Regions from separate parts of the Mus musculus genome. Here region 1 is linked to region 2. The links are chromatin contacts, called in public Hi-C maps. All regions are on one chromosome and are shown on one strand. The core of a region is the stretch at or near the end of the contact, and the rest is flanking DNA. Distances in the headings are between cores, read along the strand shown.

Region 1 (3,264 bases), core at 23-2,522, 130 kb before region 2:
GAAGTTGCAAAAAGCAGATGTAATCCCCGGGAGAGCTCAGCCAGAGAGTTTCCTGCAACTCTCAGAGAGGCCACAGGAACGAGCTCAGAATAAGCCTCTAGCATCCTGGGTGAACAAGTCACATAGTCATGCTTGGCTGTTGGTCAATGGCCTCTGTTTTCAACGTTGTTGCTGTTTTCCACCCTTCCAGGCCCTGTGAGACTTAACTGTGCTGTCATTCTGGACCTAGTATGTCACAAACTTTGCAACTACTGCCTAGACAGAATGAGTAACCCCATCTTTATGCCAGCTAAGGGGGATGGATGCTTTGGGTTCACCTCTGTAAGGAATTAGGAAGTGAAAGAGGAGCCATGGCAGCGAGCCTTTGTCCCCTAGTGTCAAGTAGAAAGTCCTCTTGGAAGCCCCAGACATCTTGCTGGTGTCTACCCTGCCTAGAACATTCATGCTCTCCAGCGCTGACCCAGTTCCCCAGGACAAGCAGTTTCTGTGTTTGTGGATCTCTGCAGACAAGTTGTAAACCCAGTCCCTTCCTCTCCAGCCAGTGTACGAGCGAGCGAGCATGTGAGGCCCCTGCCCCTTGCCACCAGCAGAGATGAGATCAAAACAGGCAAACAGGTTCTGTATTGCTTACTTAAGCCAAGAGGAATTAGGGAGGCGAACTGTCTAGGAGCAAAATCAATACATTCCAAAGCCAGACAGCAATGATTTCTGAAGGATCCTCTACTTCCCTAAGATCTGTGCCGGTGTCTCTGTTTACAATAAACCCCTTCCTGAGCCAGCTCCTGGGTGGACTTCCCCTGGAAGAGACGTCAGCCCCACAAAGGAGGGAACCCTGCCTCATGGCCTTCCTTCCATCTTGCTAGACAGATCGAGCATCCTTCAACTCTCCTCCTTTAGTGCCTGCCATAGGGCTCAGGAGCTGATGCTCAGCATTTCTGTCCCCTCATCACCACCACCCCCGCTCCCTGCACAAGCTGGTCCAGGTCCATCCTCATCCTCTCTTTCTTCCCCTACCACATGCCCTGAGCCTGGGGAAGTAAATCCGAAAGATTAAGGATTACTTGATGATTCTGGGCAGTCATTGGTAGCATCCAAGCCTTCCGCGCCCTCTCTAATTGGATCCATGGCCTGGAAGTCTGGTTTAATCAGCCTGTGATCGCCATGGGGGAGGGGCAAAGCTGGAGAGAGATAAGCTCCCCCAATCCCGGGGTGCGTGGGGGGTGTGCGTATGACTTGCTCTGTTTGCTGGCCCCAGCTGTGTGTGTGCACAATAAGCCTTTATTAACTATTAAACTCCAACCCGGACAGCTGCCTGGGGAGAGAACTCTGGTTCCTTCCCCAGCCGTGTCTGCTGTCCTGGAACTCAGCCTTTACACTTATTTATCTCTATCTGTATTTCCCCTCACACGTGTGGTTAAAGCTGGCCCAGGAAGAAGGTGCCCAGAAACAGACTCCATTAGAAGCACAGTGTTCTACCTTCTTCCCTCCGTCTTCCTCACTCACTCATGCCATTGGCTCCCTGGCCGCCCACAACACACAGATATTGCAACCCCCACAACACACAGATATTGTAAGCTTTACCCAGAATGCTGTCCACTAGAGGAAGCAAGAACAGCATCATGTACCAAACAGCTATGTTAGCTGGTACCCATGAGGACCTCTGTGTGTTCTCTGGCCACTTCCACTCCACACCTATGATCTGGCCTCACAGTGCAAGAGGTCATAGGCTGCCAAACACATCTCCAGCCTGAGGACTCCAGAGTGAAACTTCACCCTCAGAGCCAGGGAGTTTGGAGCTTTTCTGAGGGTGCTGAGCCACGCCTCATTCTATGACAAGGAAGGAGGTTGGTTCTACAGAGACATTTCTGATGGACTGGGTGGAATTGCCATGATTCTCTCGGAGGATGGGTCCAAATGGCATCATGGCAGGGGTTCCCTGTTCCTTATGTTGTGTCACATATTCCAGGGGCCAAACCCTCTCTGGGAATAGTGACTGAGTCATTACCCTGTATTCTACCATGACACAGATCCACAGCCCTAAGCCATGCCCAAGGCTCCTGGACAAGCACCTCTCGTTGCTATGGCCTGTACAGGATAAAGAGAACTCTCCAAAAATCTCCTCTGCCTGGGCTCTGAGCTCTGCTCTGTGACTTCAGGCAAGTCAGACAACCTGTCTGAGCTTGTGCTTAAACATTTATAAATGGAGCAAATCTGCCCTGGCCGCTGGTCTGCTGCTTGGGAAAGGAAGGGCCACATAGGCATAGATTTTGGAATGTAAAATATTTCATCAGGCAGACAGTGGAGTGGTTAAGGGAACAGATGTCAGAGCCACCTGCCAGGACTCAATCTACGCTGTGTGACCTTGGAAAAGTTATTGTCTACTCTGTTTCTCTTTATGGAAGCGGCTCCCCTCCTGCGGTTTGTGGTAAGGGTGTTAAGACAATGTACATGAAGGACTTGGGGTCTGTAAGCCACACATGCCAACAGGCATCTCTTTACCACGTTGTTCTCAAAGCATACAGAGACCACAAAAATGGTTTCCACTCTGTAGATGGGTAGTCTATAAGGCTGATCTCTCTCTCTCTCTCCTCTCTCTCTCTCTCTCTCTCGTTCTCGTGTGTTTGTGTGTGTCTTTCTTGAAACAGTTTTATGTAGCTCAGGCTAGTCTTAAGCTTATATTGTAGCTAACCAACAGTGACCTTGAAATCCTGATCATCTTGCCTCTACCTCTCTAGTGCTGAGGTCATAGTGCACCACCTGGCTCAATTAATGCAGTGCTGGGAACTGAATCCAGCTAGGCAAGCTCTGTACCAATGGAGCTAAATCCTAGCCTGAGGCTCATCTCCTAGGGGTTCATCTCCCAACTCTCCATGGAGGCCAAGACAAAGCCTTGGGCATGGCTGCTGCCTGGTGTGCAGGTCAACTACCAGCATCTGCTCTCATCCCCCATCCAAGTCCCTCCAGAGTGACCCATAGACAGTTTGATGCTCACTTCATCCCAGCCTTATCAACATGTCCCCCTGGTGAGATTCTAACGGCATCAAATGATTTCCACTGCCAACTGTGATTCTCTCTCCAAATCCACTGACCCTGCCATGCAGATGTGCTGCTATGAGTCTAGGGCTGGGGCAGTCTAGGTGGGCACTGGAGGTAGGAAACGAGGGATGTGGCTTTACAAGCCCACCAGATTCCCTTCTGAAAAGTTTCATAATCTGTAGATTCTGTATCTCTCTCTATTCTTCACACAAGAGCAACAAAGATCTT
Region 2 (3,091 bases), core at 94-2,593:
TGAAACCAAGCAGAATGAACCAATTGTTCGTCAGTATCAGCTGCTCCATTTGGCAAACTCCAGCCAGAGCCATGGACAGCCACCCATGGTGATGACTGTAACAGGCCCTGGTGGTGGCTCGTTGCCACACTCAGGCCCTCCCTCAGGACGTGGCATCATTATCACAGCTTCATGCCTGTCACTCCCATTCTACAGATCATTCAGCAGAGGATCAGAGAAACAGCTTGACCTGTCCCCACCCCGCTGGTGACCTTTGCCTGGTCACCAGCGGTGGCAGGCAGCAGCGTTTGCTGTCACCTCTCCAGAGCAGATTTGACATAGAACATTTCAAACATGCACAAGCAGGGAGAGCGGTGTGCCAGATCACCTGGCCGGCTCCCGGCAGCACCGGGCCGTCTTGGATTTTTACATTTTTATGCTATGTGTTATTGTAAGGGTCAGAAAACAATGTTCAGGAGTCTCCTCTCCCACCACGCCTTTATCCACTGAGACATCCTCTTGTGCACCTTGAACTGATGTGAAGAAAATCTCTTGCATTATATGACATCATCAGTAGACTTTGGTCCTCCTGGCAGACGTATCCTAGGCTAGGGACACCCCCATCCTGCCCCTCTCTCACCCACTCTTCCAAACACCCCGGTATTTGGGCATAGATGTGGGTCATGAGACCACTTATCCTAAAGCACTGACCACTGAGTAGCTAACTGCTCTGAGTCTTCTATGCCTCTGTGCCTGGAACCTCTTCCCTCAGTCTGGCTTTTCTGGAGACAGAGACAGCTGGATATTCTGGTCTTCTGCCTGATGGGATTGTTGCTGTGAGCACAAGTCTTTCTAGACCAGGTTGGCCCTAAACTCACACTCCAGCCTTAAGTCCTGTTCATTCCTGCTTTGGGGCAGGGGAGGAGGGGAAGTCTCTGCCTGGGAAGAAAGGACTCTTTGCCCTTCCCAGTCTAAGAGCAAGAAATGCCGAAGAGACCAAAGAGAGCTAAGTAAGTGTTCTCAGTAGTTTGGCCAGAATGGAGGTGCGAGAGTGGGGTACGGGGAGGGCATACAGTACCTATTATGGCCAGCAGGTGTCACCTAAAGACTGAGCACTAAAAACCTGTGGGCAGTATGGGTAGTAACCGTGAGGTTTTCTTTCAGTTTCAATCCTACCAGACCTGGGAGAACAGAATGAAGCTTCCCTCCACTCCCGTGCAGATTTATCTTGATTGACCTGACGCTACTTGGATCGCAAGTGAAGCTTTCGTTTGAAATGTGTTTGCATCAGACCCTAGGGCCAGTCAATATTCCTGTTCTACAGACGAGGAACCTGAGGCTCTGGAAACCAAGCGGTTGCTGATGTTACACAGACACCAAAGGGCAGAGCTTGGGGTCCACAATAGGGTGTAACTCTAGTCTCCTGACTGTTCTGGACACTGTGCTGAGACATCTCCCTGCTGGCCTGGTCTTCAGGAGACCAGAGGTCACAGTTGTCCTTGGCCCTTGGGAAAAAGTAAAGGGACAAGATGCTCTAGGAGCGGCAGGAGACCTACTGTTATCTGAGGGCATCTCCCTCCAGCTCTCAAAGTCTGCTTTTCAGTGAGAGGGTTCACCTAGATCAGAGCCAAATCCCACTTACAAGAATGAACACAGACACACACACATGCTCGAGCACGCACACACACACACACATGCATGCACGCACGTGAGTCACACACGTACGCGCACTCAAATGCATGGATTGGGAAAAAAACAGCCCCAAGACTTAGATGTAAGCAGTATCCCATGGTGCTTGGGGGCATTTGCCCCAGGGGATCCTCTGTAGGTTTCTCATGTGCTTTTTAAAAAATTATTTATTTATTGTATGTATGTACATGAGTACACTGTAGTTGGCTACTCAAATCCTTGATTAAAGACCTGGGTTGATCTTGCCTTGTCTCTCACCAAGTCCCGTTCTGTTTGGTAGCGATTGATGGCGTTGTTTAATATCCCTGATCTCACTCAACCTAATAATGGGGCTTATAATGCTCATCTCACAGATGAGGAAACTGAGGCACAGGACTACGGAAGGATTTCCCTGTTACTGTCCAGCTGATGGGCTGAGACCTACCTATCACGGTCTGTTTCCACACCGCGTCCCATCTCTGCCGTGCAGGATCTGGGGGAAGGGAAGTACTAAGTCCAGATGACAGCCATGTTTCTAGACCTGCTTAGATTGGGGTGATGATGAGAGAGTCTATGCAGACAGTGACATCAGGGTTCTGCCCCATTTGGTGAAGGGTTGGGCGAGCAGGAGCTTACACATGGCCAGGAGGTTGAACTGTCATGTCCACCCCCCCCAAATGGATGGTTGTGGAGGGCAGAGTGCACCTCTCCATCTCTGGGGAGTCTACATCCCAGCTTTCCCGGCTCCTGCTGATCACATAGTCCTCAGTGAACCTTGAAACTGAGAAGCTGGTTATGTGGCGTCCCCTTGTGTCTAAGGACAGAACAGCAGCACTGGAGGCTGTGCTGAAAATTGGCCTGATTCTCTACCATTCAAAGTTGTGCTCACAGGCAAGATGCAACCTGTTCCGTCCCATCCCAATTGTGTACATATCCAACTCTGAGACCTCCCTGAAAGGACACACAGTGTCTTCCAGCCTGGGCTTCTTGCTCTCTGATATGTAGGCAGAGCTCAGGGGAGGGTTGTTTGCTGTTGCTGTGGTAAAAGACAACCGGAGACAGAAAAGGGTTTATTCAGCTTACACTTCCAGGTCACAGTCCACCCCTGAGAGAAGTCAAGGCAGGAACCTGGAGGCAGGAACTGAAGCAGAGGCCATGGAGGAGCTCTGCTTACTGGCCTGTTCCCCATGGCTTTTGCTCAGCCTGCTTTCTTATGCAGCCCAGAAATGATCCCACCCACAGTGAACTGGGCCTCCCATATCAACCAGTCATCAAGAAAATGCCACGCAGACATGCCTACAGGTCCCTCTTCCCAGATAACTCTAACTTGTGTCAAGTAGACAAAAAATTAACCAGCAACACTCCCTGAGGCACATGGGCCTAATTTCTGCCACTGCATTGCCAGAGCTGTTAGGGTCACAGCGTGGGATCTAACCCACTGGGC

What was found. Hi-C and Micro-C count contacts between places; a contact is called where the count stands out from the background.
Region 1: a contact with region 2 is called in a Hi-C map of rod photoreceptor, with 4 times the contacts expected there. The contact joins two enhancer-like sites. A contact is called at or near these places in 5 of 39 promoter capture datasets (HPC-7-derived erythroid cells, hippocampal neurons, neural stem cells and 2 more), 1 of 15 datasets of contacts at CTCF or cohesin (large pre-B cells), 14 of 484 Hi-C or Micro-C datasets (the AML12 cell line, the N1E-115 cell line, cardiomyocytes and 9 more), 4 of 115 datasets of contacts at active chromatin or transcription factors (embryonic basal ganglia, forebrain, oligodendrocyte precursor cells and 1 more) and 3 of 9 other capture datasets (adipose tissue, embryonic stem cells and pancreatic islet).

The regions. Positions count from the first base shown.
Region 1 is chr9:45,544,174-45,547,437 of GRCm38.p6, reverse strand. All of the region lies in intron 3 of Dscaml1 (DS cell adhesion molecule like 1), which reads right to left. Among named protein-coding and RNA genes, the nearest start is that of Gm22069, 89 kb to the left of the region's middle. Within about 2 kb of position 1,272, at least 49 of the 459 cell types and tissues checked have an H3K27ac peak or open chromatin away from gene starts, as enhancers often do. A contact at or near this core is called in the N1E-115 cell line, cerebral cortex and rod photoreceptor, where this site is marked.
Region 2 is chr9:45,415,448-45,418,538 of GRCm38.p6, reverse strand. 4833428L15Rik (RIKEN cDNA 4833428L15 gene) reads left to right here. Exons shown (of 5, transcript NR_040732.1): 5 at 1,144-1,913. Among named protein-coding and RNA genes, the nearest start is that of Fxyd2, 11 kb to the right of the region's middle. Within about 2 kb of position 1,343, at least 51 of the 459 cell types and tissues checked have an H3K27ac peak or open chromatin away from gene starts, as enhancers often do. A contact at or near this core is called in the N1E-115 cell line, cerebral cortex and rod photoreceptor, where this site is marked.